Regions from separate parts of the Gossypium arboreum genome. Here regions 1 and 3 are each linked to region 2. The links are chromatin contacts, called in public Hi-C maps. All regions are on one chromosome and are shown on one strand. Each heading gives the region's core, a stretch centred on a gene start, on an enhancer-like site or on the middle of the called end of the contact. The rest is flanking DNA. Distances are from core to core; before and after follow the strand shown.

What was found. Hi-C and Micro-C count contacts between places; a contact is called where the count stands out from the background.
Region 1: a Hi-C map of leaf shows a contact between it and region 2, with 5 times the contacts expected there. The contact joins the promoter of LOC108484558 here to the promoter of LOC108466983 in region 2. A contact is called at or near these places in 3 of 5 Hi-C or Micro-C datasets (all in leaf).
Region 3: a Hi-C map of leaf shows a contact between it and region 2, with 2.4 times the contacts expected there. The contact joins the promoter of LOC108484712 here to the promoter of LOC108466983 in region 2. A contact is called at or near these places in 2 of 5 Hi-C or Micro-C datasets (both in leaf).

Annotation. Positions count from the first base shown.
Region 1 is chr6:42,724,039-42,726,751 of ASM2569848v2, reverse strand. LOC108484558 reads right to left here and starts at 1,429. Exons shown (of 1, transcript XM_017788378.2): 1 at 98-1,429. The coding sequence starts at 1,103. The coding sequence ends at 285.
Region 2 is chr6:42,940,149-42,942,848 of ASM2569848v2, reverse strand. LOC108466983 (helicase-like transcription factor CHR28) reads right to left here and starts at 1,379. Exons shown (of 12, transcript XM_017767416.2): 1 at 736-1,379; 2 at 165-240; 3 at 1-42. The coding sequence starts at 897.
Region 3 is chr6:42,772,259-42,774,958 of ASM2569848v2, reverse strand. It overlaps LOC108484712, which reads left to right and starts at 1,301. Exons shown (of 2, transcript XM_017788609.2): 1 at 1,301-2,645. The coding sequence starts at 2,373.

The DNA of each region.
Region 1 (2,713 bases), core at 180-2,679, 220 kb after region 2:
AAAACCCAATAGAAGCCTCAAGTTCTTGGATAAAGAAAGATGGAAAAGGAGCAATCATTTTGTACCAAATTGAATCATATTTTGCAGAAAACACATGTTTTTCCACACCAACATGTCAAGTTAAAGGCATTCAATTTCATACGTTCTTAAATACAACCAAAATCTCCCATTGCATTGCAGTCCGGATTGACATTTGCATTGAATCAGTATTCACAAACAAAACAAAAACAATAAGAGAAATTACAATATATGAACTCTAAAGGTACAATATTTTCTTTTAATCCTTAAAGAAAGATGAAACATTCAAGGGAGACAAGAGGATTTTCAAGTGATTCATTTGGAGCACTCGTTGTAGCACCATTATTATTGCTGCTTGGCCATTTCCCTTCCATGGTAGTTGTAGTAACGTGTTGTTGTTGCTCTCCTGGGTCACGTCGGACCCTACCAGGAGAATGAATGGTCCTACCTCCGGACGAGCTCCGACCCATTACAGCTCTATTCACCGCAGGTGATCTTGACCTCCTCCCTGAACTCTCACCCGGATCCTTCCTTGGCGGATCGGGTCTTGACCCACGTTTCACTGGGGATCCCCCCTTACTTTGAACCAACCTCACTGATGATCCCCCGTTCACGACCCCATTTCTTTTGTTAGGTGATTGATCAAGCTTCCGACCCACGACACGGTTCCTTGACCCGGGTCTTGCCGAAGATCTGAACACCTTTAGCTGCCTCACTTCATCTTCTTCATCTCTCCTATCAGTAACAGTGGAAAGGCTTTCACTTAAACTCACGCTGCAAATCTCGGAAACCTCTTCCGAAGCTGACTCTTCAAGGACAGGTGATTTTGGTTTGGTCTTGACGTTGAAATTAAGGCTTTCCTTCTCTTGGATCTTGACAAAGACCGGTTTCTCAATCTGGGTTTGCTTGCTCTCTTCTTGTTGTGGGGTAAAGATGGGAGCTTTGGGTTTTGGGGTTTCAGATAAAACTTCCTTCACAGTTTCTTCTTCAGCCGAAGGTGGTGGAGCTTTGGATTCAACACCCACTTGCAAATGTGATTCCTTCGCACGAAGGGAACCTGTGTTGGTGCTTACACAGCAACCCATTTGAGGAAATGGAATCTACAGATTGACTCAGAAACAAAGTGCCATTGTTGAGTTTTAAGTTCAGCAATGATCTGTTGGTAAGTAGATTAAGTATTTCCCGGCTTTAGACTCGATGAAGAAAGTCTCCACTCCCCATAACGGAGGCGTAACCTCAATGGAGTGCATTTTATTCTTAGGTAACATATTTCTATTTATCTAAATGACCTTCATATTTCGTCGTTTTTCATTCAAGTCCCTTTGAGCTGCATATGTCTCGTGATTTGTGGAATTTTTAAGGAGCGGCGCATGTTCTAGTCGTCTAGAAGAGGAGGTGGGGGGATTATTGGTATGTCTTTTTACAGTCCCTCGGTACATGTGATGTCTAAATCTAACCAGAATGGGCGGTCGATGTGGGACCACTGTTAGGGTTAATTGAACGGTTGTGATTGGGTTTATGGTTTGTGGTCGAACACTTGACCCACAACTTTCATGGATTTACATGGAAATGATCTGTTCTTAAACGTATGAAATAATCAGTAAGATTAGGAAAAAGTTGTTAAATTGTCTCAATATTTGGAACAAAAACACTAGCCCTTGCCTAATAATTTGAGACCCTACCTATGATGGAATCTTGGACTGGTAAAGTTGCATATGCCACATCTAATCAACCCTTAGATTTTGCGATACAAGTTGATTTATGCCAAGTAACATGACAAACACAAACTTAAAAAACAAAGAGAGATGCTGCTTATGAGCAGTGACCGCATCTACTTTTCTTTAGCCATCTGTATCAACAGTCAATAGGAAAGCCAATCTCATTATTTCAATTTAAGTTATATTTATTTAATTTTATAAATACTGAATTTGATGGACTATCAAACATATATAGCCCATAGTTTGCAACAAACAAGTTTGGATGTAAAGTATACCAGACAAGAAGCTGAATGAGACAAATGTTCCATTTGGGTCTTATCTTATGAGGCCATTTTGGTCTCCATTCATCTTGGGTTTGTGAAGAACCAATAACTGATCCATCCCAATCCAATTTTTGCTGCCCAATGGTTTAAGCTTAGTTGGTCTTTCATTCAATTCCAAACAAAACAATCAGTGGCTTTTCCTACTGTGTACTTCAAAAGAAAAAACCAACCTTCTCAACATAAAAAGATAGCCTTTATTTATAAAGCCACAAACCATGTAATTATTTTCCTTGAACACTCACATTATGTAGAATTTTTACACTTATTTTTCATTGTTTGGGAATTTTATCATATGATTGTAAAATTAAAATTAAAGGGCAATAATTGAAGCTTTAATTGGTGGATGTAACCTCATAGTTATCCCAACATGTATAGTATAGCATAATTTAAGAAATTATAAATGTTTGAAAGAAGGTGGATTTCAACTTTAAAGACAATATTATTAAAAAATAATCACGAATGTAACAAAATAAAGAAATAAAATTTGACAGTTAAGAGGCTAACCTCAGCAAAACCAAAGAAAAAAAAAAGGAAAATGGCATTTGGGAAGTGACCAAGCCATTGGCCGCATTAATTCTCTGTACGCCATGAGTGAGAGGCCTTTGTAAAAATATTGTAGGTTTTTTATTATTTAGAAAAAGATTGTAATTTGTA
Region 2 (2,700 bases), core at 130-2,629:
CTGCCCTAGCATCTGAATCATCGGAATTATTTCTTAAACAATCTGCAAAAGTAAACCCCGAGCAAGGCGATTCTTCAAACCCCAAGCAAGGAAATATCATCAAATTTTCATTATATATATAAAAAACAGAAACTTAGAAAAATGTTTGTGCAAAGAAATTTTACCACTTTGAAGCTGGATGGATTCAAGATCTGAGTCCCCTTGAGACATATTTCTAAGCGATGGTTCTTCTGGATTACTCTGCAATTTAACAAAAGAAAGAATAACCTATCTAGTAAAAGAATAGAAAACGAGATTGAACTTTTACCGAGAAACAAGGGCTAACAAAAAGCCATGAAATATCAGTTCCACAATCTATAACCTCGAGTTTAAGAGTGAAAGTACGCAAAGTCAATTACAATTTATGAGATGAATTTGGGTTCCAGATTCACAAATTAAGCAAGGAAGTACTTGAGTTAAATAAATTCCAAAATAATCATAGTAGAATGCAATAGTTCCAAATAAAGTAAGTTTAATTTCATTCAATCTCAAACAAGCTATGAACTATGTTCTCAAAAAATCAGCTAAAATAAGCAACCATTGACTCATTTCCTAGGCTTTCCAATGAAGAGTACGTGATCTATACAACAAATTCCCTTTCAAAATTTCACAATTAAGGAGTAGGATTCCACTAAAATCTTCACACTCCACACCCTAAAAGTGGCGCCAAATTAAACCGCAAAAGAAAGTAACTACCTGCGGAGGATCAGAGTTCTCCTCAAGAATACGATTGATGCTGTCGAGATCGATGCACATACCATCCCCAACGAAATCATCAAACTTATAATCAGCCGAGAGATCGCCACTTGACAAGATTCCGAAGCTATCATTGCGGTTATCTTCCCCCATCATCAACATCAAACAAGAAGAAAGAAACCGAGAACCCTTACTTGCTTTTAGAAACCCTAAAAAAAAAGCAGTTGTGAAACCCAGCCGATTTACCGGACATAAAGAAACAAAGTATTGGATCCAATCAACACGAATCGCATCACTTCAACGAAGAAATTAGAGAGAAGTTTCCTCGACAGTTGGCGTTGGCGGTCTTAAAATTAGATGCGACTTTTTGTAAAGAAAAAACAAATGTAAGAGAATCGTGAAAGAATGCGGTGGCTCCTTTTTGGGATTAAATAAGGATTGGTTATTGTAGAAAGACTTTTGCGCAGACGAATTTTAGAGTTTCCCATTTATATAAAAAAAATTTATATATTATCTTAAATAAATAAATTGTCTCAATTTCTTCGGTAGGACGGAGGACGGCGCGGAGAAGACAATAAGAGGGGTGTCAATCAAGGATCCGACGTCGTATTGGACTCTCTTTTTTACTTTTTTTTATTTAGGATGATTTTATAGCGAAGTTGCGGAAGTCGGTGGAAGAGACACGCGAGTAAAACGCGCATGATTTGATTTTTGGCGCGTGATTTGTACAAGGATGACTATGGATGCCCAAAAAAAAAAACACCGTGAATTAGCGATTAGATTTGATTTTGGTTAGAAGATAATTTATACTTATCTGATTACAAAGATAGATATAAATCGTCTCAACAAACCATTTCATTTGATTTTCTCAGTGTTACAATTTAGTTTTGATTAAAGCATTGTAAAAAGAGCTTATTTGATATAAAAAGAAGATAAAATTATTCCCAATTAAATTTACCTAGGAATAACCGGAGATTTCGTGGGTGGATGTCGGGGAATTTACGTCGCTTCGGATGTGCTCTTTCTCTTACTTTTCATCAATTTCAGATTTACATAACAACGGGATTGTCCTCTACGTGAAAAACATGATGTGCTACATTAAAAACAATAACATTATGTTAAACGCATCATTAGGTATCATATCTTAAAATATCAATAATCATTGTTTCTTTTAATGTAAGTCAAATAAATGAAAAAGCTATGGAAACATAAGCTTTTTTCTTTCCTCGATATTCTTAGTAACTTGCTTCCTATTATTCTTTGTTTTTATGCAGGTCTTTTGTGGTGAAAACAGAACTGTAAGCCATTGTTGACTTCTTCCATTTTTTTTTTTTGAAGACAAGACAAAATAAAGTTGGAGCAACTTGTATTTTTAATAATAATTAATATTAAATAATTACCTTTTTATAAAAAACAAAAACATAGTTGGTAAGAGAGTTAGAGGAGTTCTACATGTGTGTTAATATACTCCTTAATTGTGTGTTAATAATTGCATTTTTTTCTTAAAATTGGATGTTTCACAATTATTATTTCTAAATGTGTTTTTTCTAAATATTAATATTTCATGCATGAATAATATATACATCACAATTGAATAAAGAGGTGATACATCGCTAAAATGAATTTTAATTAATTTAGCTTTAAAATTTTATGATGATGTGTCATTATTTCAGTAACCGATGATGCATAGAATTATACATTATCAGTGTATTAAATATTAACTATTATTCAAGATTAAGCAAACTTAACATTAATGGGTTTGAAGGTCCATGCGGATAATCTTTGAAGAAAACTCGACATCCATAAGTGCCAAGGTCCTACTTTTATACTAGAGATTCATCATGCAATATGATTCCCACCATTTAGGTTATGATGAGATAACCATACCCTAACCTCGACACTTACGGATATATCATGGGTATTTTCGAAGATTTCGTCAATAGTTTTGTACTTCAACTAATACGA
Region 3 (2,700 bases), core at 52-2,551, 170 kb after region 2:
GTAGCTTTGCATGTTGAGAAAGTGAGTAATAAAAGTATAACATGGGTTAAAGAATTTAGATTTGGGTTTCTTTTTGGAAATTTGGCGATCGAGGATTTAAATTTACCAAGCTACAATCTAGATTTATCCTTGTTTTTAGGATGGTTATTGGATGGGAAATATCACAATATTGGAACAGTGCTTAATGTGAGTTTGCATGTTGGATTAAATCCACAATTGGTAATTTCAACACCATTGTTTCACAACAATTTAAGCTTACAAATGCAGTCAAGGTTTTACTTCAATAGGGCATATAAGGTTTGATTTTTGGTTTGGGAAAATCATGGTTTTTGATATAAGAATCAATTGAGAATAATAGATTTTTTTCTTTAAAATTTTGGGTTTTCCTTTTTTAGTTATCAAAAATCATGGTTTTTGAGATAAGAACCAATGGAGAATAAGACATTTTTTTTGTCTTTAAAATTCTTGGTTGAGAATAAGACATTTTTTTTGTCTTTAAAATTCTTGGTTTTCTTTTGACAGTTCACTGGGTTCAATGGTTTTTGAGATAAGAATTAATGGAGAAGAAGGTTTGATTTTTTTTTTCTTTAAAAATCAGATGGAGGGGAAAAATCAAAATTGAAGACATAGTGATAATGATGATGATTTAAAATGATTTTAAAAATTTTAAAATTATTTGCTGACGTGGCATATAAGACAAAATAATGTCATGTCAACATTTAATTACATTTGGACCGTCACGTCAGCGATTAATGTTGATTGTTAGTCAACAGCCATGTCAGCATGTCCGTTAAAAATAGATTAATTTGACAAAAAAATAAACGTTAAGGCTTAAAGTGATCTAAAAAAAGAGAAAGGGCCAAAGTGACCAAACAGTCAAATGTTAAAGCCTATTTTTGGCATCATGCCTAAATTTAAAATAAGGTTAGTAGCCAAAGGTTTTACCCAAAAACAAGGTGTTGATTACTTGGATATCTATGCTCTAGTAGTAAGAATTGCTACAATTAGACTATTAATAGCACTTATCTCAATGTATAATTTAGTTGTTTATCAAATGGATATTAAAACTATATTTTTAAATGGTGAATTGGAAGAGGAAGTGTACATGGAATCACTAAAAAAATTTGTTGCTCCAGAACATAAGCATAAAGTATGTAAGCTTGTTAAATTTTTATATGGGCTTAAACCAGCACCAAAGTAATGGCACTAAAAATTTGATAAGATTGTTCTAATTAATGACTATAAAAGAAATGAATTCGATAATTACATATACAACCATTTGAAAATGTTAAAAGGACCCTCAACAATTTGAAATAATTGTGTATTATACTAAAAAGAATCGCAAGAGAAATGAATCCCGATTTTATATCATGGTTGTAGTAAGAGGATTCACCAAGGAGGAGCTGTGACAAATGATGTGTAGTGCCACATAAATATCAGGGCACAAAGCATGTAACGTTGAGGGTCCTGACCGGAGGATCACTGTCTCTCAGTTGCCCTATCCAAGATTGAAAGAAGAAAGAAAGACACTGATTGATTATGATGCTTTTTTGTTTTTATGATTTTGTATCAGTTCTCTTGTTGCAGTACTTTGTTTCCTATTTCTTTGTGTGTATGTATCACTGCAATTTCTTTGCTTTGGAATCCGTCATTCAACTTCTCCTGTCAAAATCCTTCAACTATTTTCACAATTGCCCCTCCATGTACTCTCCTGCTCAGGTTAATAAATGGGGATTTCAAAGTTGAAAAGACTATCTGGTTTAGCAATTAAAATGGATGGTTGTGGCAATAAAGCAAGCAGGTAAAAAAACACAACTAAGGTTCTCTTGGGGACCTTGGCTCCCGAACTTAAAAAAAAAAAAAAAGAAGGTAAATTCTGAAACCTTCCAAGTCTTGGACCTTGTAAATTGTGACTACATGAAGGCAAAAGAGAAGAAGACATGAGAAGTCTATTCCGACACTTTAATTTGCCTCTCAGATAATTTGCAAATACCCAGAATTTTGTTTGTTCTTCCACCACCAACTTTTTATTTAAAAAAAAAAAATCACTGGTAGTAAAAGAGGTAGAAAAACCATATCCAAATTCCAAAGTCCTGTTTTTCACCTCTTCATGTAAAGATAGCCCATGTGCTTCTCTCTGTCTCCCTGTCTGCTCTCTCTTTTCCTCTCTTGCAAACCCTCTAACCTGACCTGTTTAAAATACTCCAAGAAGCTTTGGTACTGGTGTAAAAGCTTTTATGTACTGCCGTAACTTTAACACTATAAAAAGAACCCTTGCTTTCTCTCACTCACATGAAGAGCTATGGGATGAGAGTTGAGTAAGGCGCTATTACTTCTGTTTTTTTTTTTTTTTTGCACCCACTGCTGAAAAAATGGGACAAGAAGAAAGCTACTTGTATAGTTGGTCACCGATAGGAGCTCCATTGAATGTACAAAGAGAGGAGGACCACTGGAGGCAATTTGACAATTCTGTTAATGCGGTGTCCTTTGGTTTTGTTGCTACTGCCATTCTCATCTCTATGTTCTTAGTGATGGCCATCTTTGAACGCTTTCTCAGACCTAACTCTTCTCCTACTGGTCCTAACTATGGTGACCTTGAATCTCAGCTTAGTTTCAATGGCAAGCTCAGGCACCCATCACCAAATGTGAGTCACCCCCTTCTGTTTCTACATCTGGGATTTCTTTAATTTTGTTAAAAAG